Linked DNA regions of Oncorhynchus mykiss: region 1 is linked to region 2. A link is a contact called in public Hi-C data. All regions are on one chromosome and are shown on one strand. Each heading gives the region's core, a stretch centred on a gene start, on an enhancer-like site or on the middle of the called end of the contact. The rest is flanking DNA. Distances are from core to core; before and after follow the strand shown. Region 1 holds the start of ptrh2 (peptidyl-tRNA hydrolase 2, mitochondrial). Region 2 holds the start of rps6kb1a (ribosomal protein S6 kinase beta-1).

The links. Hi-C and Micro-C count contacts between places; a contact is called where the count stands out from the background.
Region 1: a Hi-C map of liver shows a contact between it and region 2, with 3 times the contacts expected there. The contact joins the promoter of ptrh2 here to the promoter of rps6kb1a in region 2. A contact is called at or near these places in 2 of 3 Hi-C or Micro-C datasets (blood and liver).

Annotation. Positions count from the first base shown.
Region 1 is chr12:33,781,445-33,785,524 of USDA_OmykA_1.1, reverse strand. ptrh2 (peptidyl-tRNA hydrolase 2, mitochondrial) reads right to left here and starts at 2,711. Exons shown (of 2, transcript XM_021623550.2): 1 at 2,585-2,711; 2 at 908-1,595. The coding sequence starts at 1,578. The coding sequence ends at 1,054.
Region 2 is chr12:33,636,017-33,639,827 of USDA_OmykA_1.1, reverse strand. It overlaps rps6kb1a (ribosomal protein S6 kinase beta-1), which reads left to right and starts at 2,282. Exons shown (of 15, transcript XM_021623546.2): 1 at 2,282-2,710; 2 at 3,363-3,427; 3 at 3,512-3,555. The coding sequence starts at 3,518.

The sequences.
Region 1 (4,080 bases), core at 1,462-3,961, 150 kb before region 2:
ATAGGACAAATTAGCTAGCAAGTGCAAGCTAACTAGCTAAATTGCCATAAATGTTTAATGCTTTTCAACCTGTCCCCAAATTAATGTCATTGGTTGAGTTTGTTTTGATATTTTACCCTGTGTGTCGTGATCGCGTTTGGTGTAGGGGGACAAAATAAATGTATGCACGATGGCAGCCGGTTTGGGTAACACTTTTTTGGTTACTGCCTGATTCCATGTGTTATTTCATAGTTTGATGTCTTCACTATTAATTTTACAATGTAGAAAATAGTGAAAAGAAAAACCCTTGAGTGAGTAGGTGTGTCCAATCTGACTGGTACTATATATTTTAAAGACGTAGGCTAAATAAATCACGATGTTGTGCAGACCAAGCCGTAACAGTTTGAACCCAATGGTTGGTGTAGGCAATAGATGAGGGTATAACCTATTGTACACTAACCTTCCAACATTACTTTGGGTTAAAGAACTGAATATGGCAACTTCTGGGATGAATCAAACCACTATTCTTTTACCAATATTTTGTGTGGAAAGGCTCTCCAAACCAGTTTATCATAAATTATTTCCTAAACCTAAATCTACAAGATCAGAGTATATTTAAATCTACCAATTGGTGCTGAAACTGAGACAAATATGCATACATTGAGATGGCTTCCTTTCATTGATCCCTAATGTTCTGAACCCATTAGATAAATGTACTGATAACCCCACAAGAAAATCTCTTGGCCACCAAGTGGGAGGGTTTTCAGCAATTGAATGAAATGTATTCAGACCGTGAAAGGTAGCCAGCAACACCTGCAGAGCACGTTACACGACTGAATAAGGTATGCCTGAATACCAAATACTTAGTGTTTAAGTACATTTCCTAGGTCTGAATCAGCCCCTTAATGCAAATGTGAGGACAAAATTACATGTTTGGACCTTTTAATGAAAATTAATGTACAGATCCCAAAATACAATTTCTCCATTAAAAAAAATACATTTTAAAGTGGACCATGATTATCCTACTTCAAATACAACTAATACAGACAACTCAATTCAAGTCTTATTTTGTGTCTAATAGAGCTTCAAGTGTCCAGTGACTTTGTCCACAAGATCAGCTGCTCCAGGGCCTACACCCAGCACAGTACGGGATCCTGGCGCTATCTGGGTCCTCCCAGCATCTTGGATCAGACTGACAGGCAGCCCTAACTCTTTGGCATGGGTTAGCAGTTCTATCAGACTGTCCTCATCTGGAGCTTTAACCACAACCTTGGGTTGGCCACAGTACTCCCATTGTTTCAGAAGCTCAGGGTTCCTGCGTTGGACCTGTTTATAGGCTGACACGGCAGCGTGTGAGCACTGGGCGGCCACTTTCCCCTTGCCCATCTTCAGGTCGGATCGGACCACCAGGATCATTTTGAACTCCCCTCCTTCTCCCATGACGCTGGTGGCCGTTTCACCCCTACTGCCATTCCCCATCGCCGCCCCGTTGTCTTTGGAAGAGTTGCTGAACCGAGCCCGGAAGTGCCAGCCAAGGAAAAGTCCACAGCCCACTCCTCCCAATACTCCAATGGCTACCTGGCCGTATAGGGAATCCATCTTGAGACTTGTCGAACCTGAAAATTGATTTAAGGCTGTGAATTTATTGGAGGCTACATCTCGTAGCTACATAGTCTATTAGGGCCCTATAAAATCTTTTTTCCCTAATTCCTTTTTGTTTTTCCCTAAATTCTGTTTTCCATTTTCCCAAGATTTATTTCAACTCTTTGCTATCAAAATCGCACTTCTAATTGAATACGAATAACAACTTTATTGGATGTTCGAGGTCAACAATACTGCTTGAACCACATCAGGAGACTACTTTTGAGGTCTTGGGAAATTGAGAAATTTCGATTTTTGGGGTTAAGTACCCTATCATTCCAGTGGGCACCTAGCAAGAGGATGTTCAGTTATGTTTTTGGATTTATGCAAATAATCATGATATCATTCTGGCAGGTATGCATAGGCTACTTTGTAGTTAACATTGAATCTACCAGAAGATTTTTCATTAGCATCATCGCTAACGGCTACACGTAAGTGGTAGCTGGGCGCCGCACATACAGACGGGGAATTGTCGTTTCCTCTTCAGAAAGTTGCATTAAATAAGAATCACTGATGCATTATGTTTGTCTTTTGATAAACGTGTGCTAATTCATTTAATACGTTTATTGTTTAATTGTATCGATTCCGTTCGCATCTCAAAATGTATAGGGCCCGCATAGTTGGCTAACTAGTTTGGAACTAAAATCACCTAGCTACCTAACGTTACCCTAAATGTGTTTCCACTTCAGACAAACATTGACCAGTCATCCGTTGATCTTATAGGATTTTTGAACATACAAAGGCTGAACAAATGCATGTTTATTTATGGTAACTTAACTGTTTGAACAAAATATTCAGAACTGAGAGTAGGCTAACGTTACCTTCAAAGCATCTCTGCTACCATTGAACAAGCATGTGGCTAACGCGTTATCTAGCCTGAGTCAACTTCGTAATATCACCTCAAGGGAGGCATAATTCGTGTCCTTTATAACATTTTGCATAGCAGTTTATAACCAAACTTTACCGATTTTTACTTGCTCCGGGCGAGATCAACACGCTTACATTCGTCTTCATCTACCGTCCACTTCTGATGACGTCACATTAAATATACTGGACACGTTTCAGGCTGCCGGTATGAAGAGTAGGCATCAACTGGGAGATGCACATAAATTGGGTGTATCTCTGAGTTTATGCAGCTTTTTAGGTTTGATGGTTTGAATTGGAGTATTTGAAAATAACATGGTTCAATTTCAAAGTATTACTATCCCATGTATTTCAATCAAAGATTCTCTAGGTCAATCTTTTTAATGCTGGATCACACGTCAGAGTTAATTTTTTTTTAAGAAAAGTGTAATAATCATGGCCAAATAACTACTGGGCACTCAAGGCACGTGCCCAGAAATCATATGGCATAATCATATTTACATGGCAAAAACTGTAGAATTTGCTTAGCTTTAAAACGGCAAAGATTGCTCTCCACCCCATAAGTAGAATTGCATGAAATTTGTTATAAAATTGCTAAATTATCTCTCAAAACTGCAAATGTTGAAGAAAACGATTGCACTGATTCATTGCTCTCGAACGCACCCGCACCCGCTCAGTTTTACCTGACTTTGAAGCACCTGGATATACTCATCGCCTAGCAGTTAATGGATGGGGCTTCGATCAAAGCCCATCCAAATGATAAGGTGTTTTGTGGTACAACTATTCCTATTGGATGGGGTGGATCGAGGTCTGCATTTCAGCTGAAGTACACTCAGAGACCGAAGAGGAAGCGAGACACCAATAGAGATAGATATAGGACTCATCTTTATATCTGTGCCATTATAGCATCTGTGACACCACAAGCGCCTTTGAGGTAATCTCAATTTTGAAATAGTCAATTTTCTTCTTAACAATTGGCTGATCCCTCCTGATGATCTGTTTGGACATGACTCCAACAGTGTCATCATGAGGAATCAGCAAATTAAGTTGGAAGTCCCACCCAGTTGACTACATTAAAATGGTGGAAGTCCTTAATGGTGCTGCCCATGCTTAAATGGCCTTTTGGCCACTAGAGGCCTCTATCATTCTCTATGGACACGCCCACTGTTTTTTTCTGGTTTAATGAAAGTCAATGAACTGTGTAGACCATACACAGCTGCTATTGCATTGGTGTCTATTGGAGACATACACAGTTAGGTAGATCGAAACTACTTTTTTTCATTGGTAAACGGCCTCAGTGAACTATCTTCGTTTATCTCCCATCTTTGGTACACGGTCCATGGAATAAAACACACGTCTGTCTCCTGTGCTGCAGGCTGCAGCGTTTGACAGCTCGAGAGTGAAAGGAGAGGGTAAGGGGACTATTTGTACCGTTCATGTCTGCTCATTGTCGTGGTGTGTTCATAATAATAGTTAGTAGAATAACATTAGGACAAATACAGTCTGTCCCCATTTGACGTTAGGTTATTCTCCATCATCAGCGTGTCTTTGTAAAATGCCAGTCTATTATCAGGTTACATACGCGTGCCAGTGCCA
Region 2 (3,811 bases), core at 1,033-3,532:
TAACGCCCAACTTTTTCCCGTTCTCTCAACTTCTTTGAAGATATTTTGGAAATTGCCCTTTGCAGTCATTTGCAAGTAAATGTCTTCTCTGTCTTTCAACACATCAAAACCAGAAATCCCCTTTTTGAATCTATTCCTGTGGTTTCATGCTGTGAGGAAGAGAGAAGGGAGCCAATAGGCTCATTTGTTACTTACAGATCAAGCATGCTTCTATCTGCCACCATCATCTAAAGTCATCTGCAGCCAAATACATACCCACAGTCTCTCTCTATGGCCATGAATAAAAACAATATTGTCTATTCATTTGTCCATGTTTGTCTCCCCTTTCTCTCTCATTTCCTCCCTTCCTCTCATCCCTTTTCATTCCTTTCTTTCTCCCTGCCCTGCACCAACAGCCTAGGCCAAAGAATGCATATCACTCAGGTGTCTCAGTTACACACAGGAATCACTAATGAATAAAACATCTTAATGTGCAAGGCAGAGAGTGTTGTAATTGAAGGTTGTACCCATTATACACTGAGTATACCAAACATTAGGAACAGCTTCCTAATATTGAATTGCACCCCCCTCTTTTGCCCTCAGAACAGCCTCAGTTCATTGGGGCATGGGACTCTACAAAGCATTTCACAGGGATGCTGGCCCATGTTGACTCCCATGCTTCCCACAGTTGTGTCAAGTTGGCTGGAAGTACTTTTCGTGGGACCTACTACCATACCCCGTTAAAATGCACTTAAATCTTGTGTCTTGCCCGTTTACCCTCTGAATGGCACACATCCATAATCCATGTCTCAATTGTCTCAAGGCTGAAAAAAAATATGTTTAACCTGTCTCCTCCCCTTCATCTACATGGATTGAAGTGGATTTAACAAGTGATATCAATAAGGGATCATAGCTTTCACCTGTATTCACCTAGTCAGTTTATGTCATGGGAAAGAGCAGGTGTTCTTAATGTTTTGTATACTCCGTGTATATATATATTTATATATATATATATATATATGTATACACACACACACACACACACACACACACACATACACACATCAAGGACCCCACACACCCCAGCCACAAGCTGAAGCACGAGGACTGATAACAACAGGCTCAGAGACAGTTTCCATCCACAAGCCATCAGACCGCTGAACACTTGAACTGGACTGAACACTTGAACTGGACTGACCACCTGGTCTGATTCGTCCCTCATTAGCACACATGCACTCCCACATGCACATACCCACACAGACATAGACACACACATATATTATATACATTCATGCTACACACACATCACAACTTCTACTACCAGAAGACTCTTATTATATTGCTCAATTTATACACTTACCCCATCCCCCTTCCCCTATACACGTGTAAATATTGAACTATAAATTGTCACCTCCATTTATTATATATATGCAAAAAATATATATATATATTCTACTGCCATTGACTTTATATTTGGATTTTTATATTTGATTATTTCTTACTGTTGTTTCCATTGTCGAGAAGGAACCTGCAAGTAAGCATTTTGTTGGACTACGTATTCCATGTGTATCCCGTACATACGACTAATAAAAAAACGTTAAACTTGAAACACAGTCCCTTTGATCTAGGACCACAGATTTCACAGAGATAGGGCACTGAGTAGAAGTAAGGTGGGGTTTTTTGTGTGTGTGTGTGTGTGTGTGTTGAATAAATGCTCCCAGTCATGAGTCATCATCACAGGAATGGTGATGCTATATGTGAAACATCACATCATATAATTCTCACACCACCTCAACCCAAGGTGACTGTGAACATTTATGTGGGTTATTCTACATATTTGGTAACACCCTATGGGCGTCCCCTGTTGGCACTTACGATCACTGCAAGACTCAGAGGTCCAAATGGGGTGAAACACGAAGAAGGATTGCTTTGTTTTCACTGCCATCTACTGCCAGTAACGGGTATCTGCACACAAACAGTTAGTCTGGTTACAGGTTAGATCACAAAAGACACTAAGATCACAATTAACCAAGTGAGAATACACAAAAGCCTGTGAACGTTTTTTCATAGTGCAATCATACCTGTTGTGGCAAAAAAATATGCCAGGCAGTCCATGGGCCAAATGTTTATATATTTATTAATTCCATTATTTTAGATTTGTGTGTAATGTTGTGAATTGTTAGATAGATACTACTGCACTGTTGTTGCAAGGAACACAAGCATTTCTCTACACCTGCAATAACATCTGCTACATAATGTGTATGTGACCAATAACATTTTATTAGATTTTGACTGACTACAATATCATCATCATAGCTCATTTCTGAGCCATATTACACAAACATCACTTTTAAACTATTAAACTACGATCAAATATGACATGTTTAAACGAGCGAAATAATTTAAGGAAAAAGTATGGGGCATCATGGACATTGGGCTACTATTAAAGCTACTCAGCTACTATCTCATTTCAGCAGTGCGCGTGCTCAACACTGGGCTTTGTTTTTTAAATTGCGTGTGGCCGGTAGCTAGCGGTACTGCTACTCGCATGGGTTCTATTTACTGTAGCCGGTTATGTCGGAGGTGTATTTCCACGAGGCAGTGGAGAAGTTGATACTTTATTTCGGACTGAGTGAGAGAGAGGGACCAAGCAAACGCAATGGCGGGGGTATTCGACATTGATTTGGATCAGGTGGACGAAAATGTGTCTGATGATGAACTCGGGGATGGGGTAAGTAGCCAGCTACTGTACAATAATTAGCTAGCCACCCAGCAAAACATTACTAGCTAGCTAGTTTCCTTTAGCTTCCGACCTTGGCATGAACCAGTTAGCTACTATCGTTAGCTGCTAGTGAAGAAGGGAGGCGCAAACTAACTTGTCTGCAGTAAAGAATCTGATGTTAGTCAGAAGCTTAAGACTGTCTTTGTCAATAACTTCAACATATCAGCCGGTTAGCTAGTCGTGCGTGGCAAGTCCAAAATAACCCACGCTTACATCCGCTAATATATAACTAGTTAACTTAGCGATTAACGTTAGTAAGTAAGTAAGTAAGAAGGTAGCTAGCTAATTAATATTATAGTAACTAACTATTATTAGGTAGCTGAACCAAGGGCGGACTTAACGTTGGTGGCAAGCTAAACTAACCAGCTCTATAGGCCTAGCCATCTGTCTTTTCAATAAACGATCCATTCTTAGTTGGATTGTCAAAACATAGCTAACGTTAACGGATATAACGTTACGCATTGACAGATTACTATAGCTATGAAACCACTTGACCTCTGATGATCAGATTTCGGCATCGTTGGATGTGGACAAGTGAAACAAGTTGTTCTAGCTACTCTTTCGTACATCTTTAATTTTAGAATCGTTTGCTTTTTTTCAGCAGTCTCACAAGACTGTGTGTGTGATGCAGTCAAAAAAGTCCCGTCTGAATAATCACTGGAACAGGTATATTTTTGAAGTTGTCTACTGATGGGGAAAGATCAATCCTGTTGTTAAATTGTTCTCTTTTTTTTTCTTCTTTTTTGCCAGACCCAAATGAGCGAATGCACTGAGCAATGCAGCGGTTTCGAATTGTGGGTATTTACAACATAGGTTCAGCCTGTATATTTTAGCACTAGCTAATGTGGCACACTCACCACAACATCTTTGACAACAGGGTGCTTCTTTGACATGCAATTCTATGTGTTTTATTGTTTGGGCACAGGTGTCAATCTAATTGCCCTAAAGGGATTAATAATCTGTGTAATACATTTTTTGTTAACTACAGAAACACCTTTGACCACTTTTATGATGTTGTATGCTTGATGAACAGAGAAAGGACCATGAGTG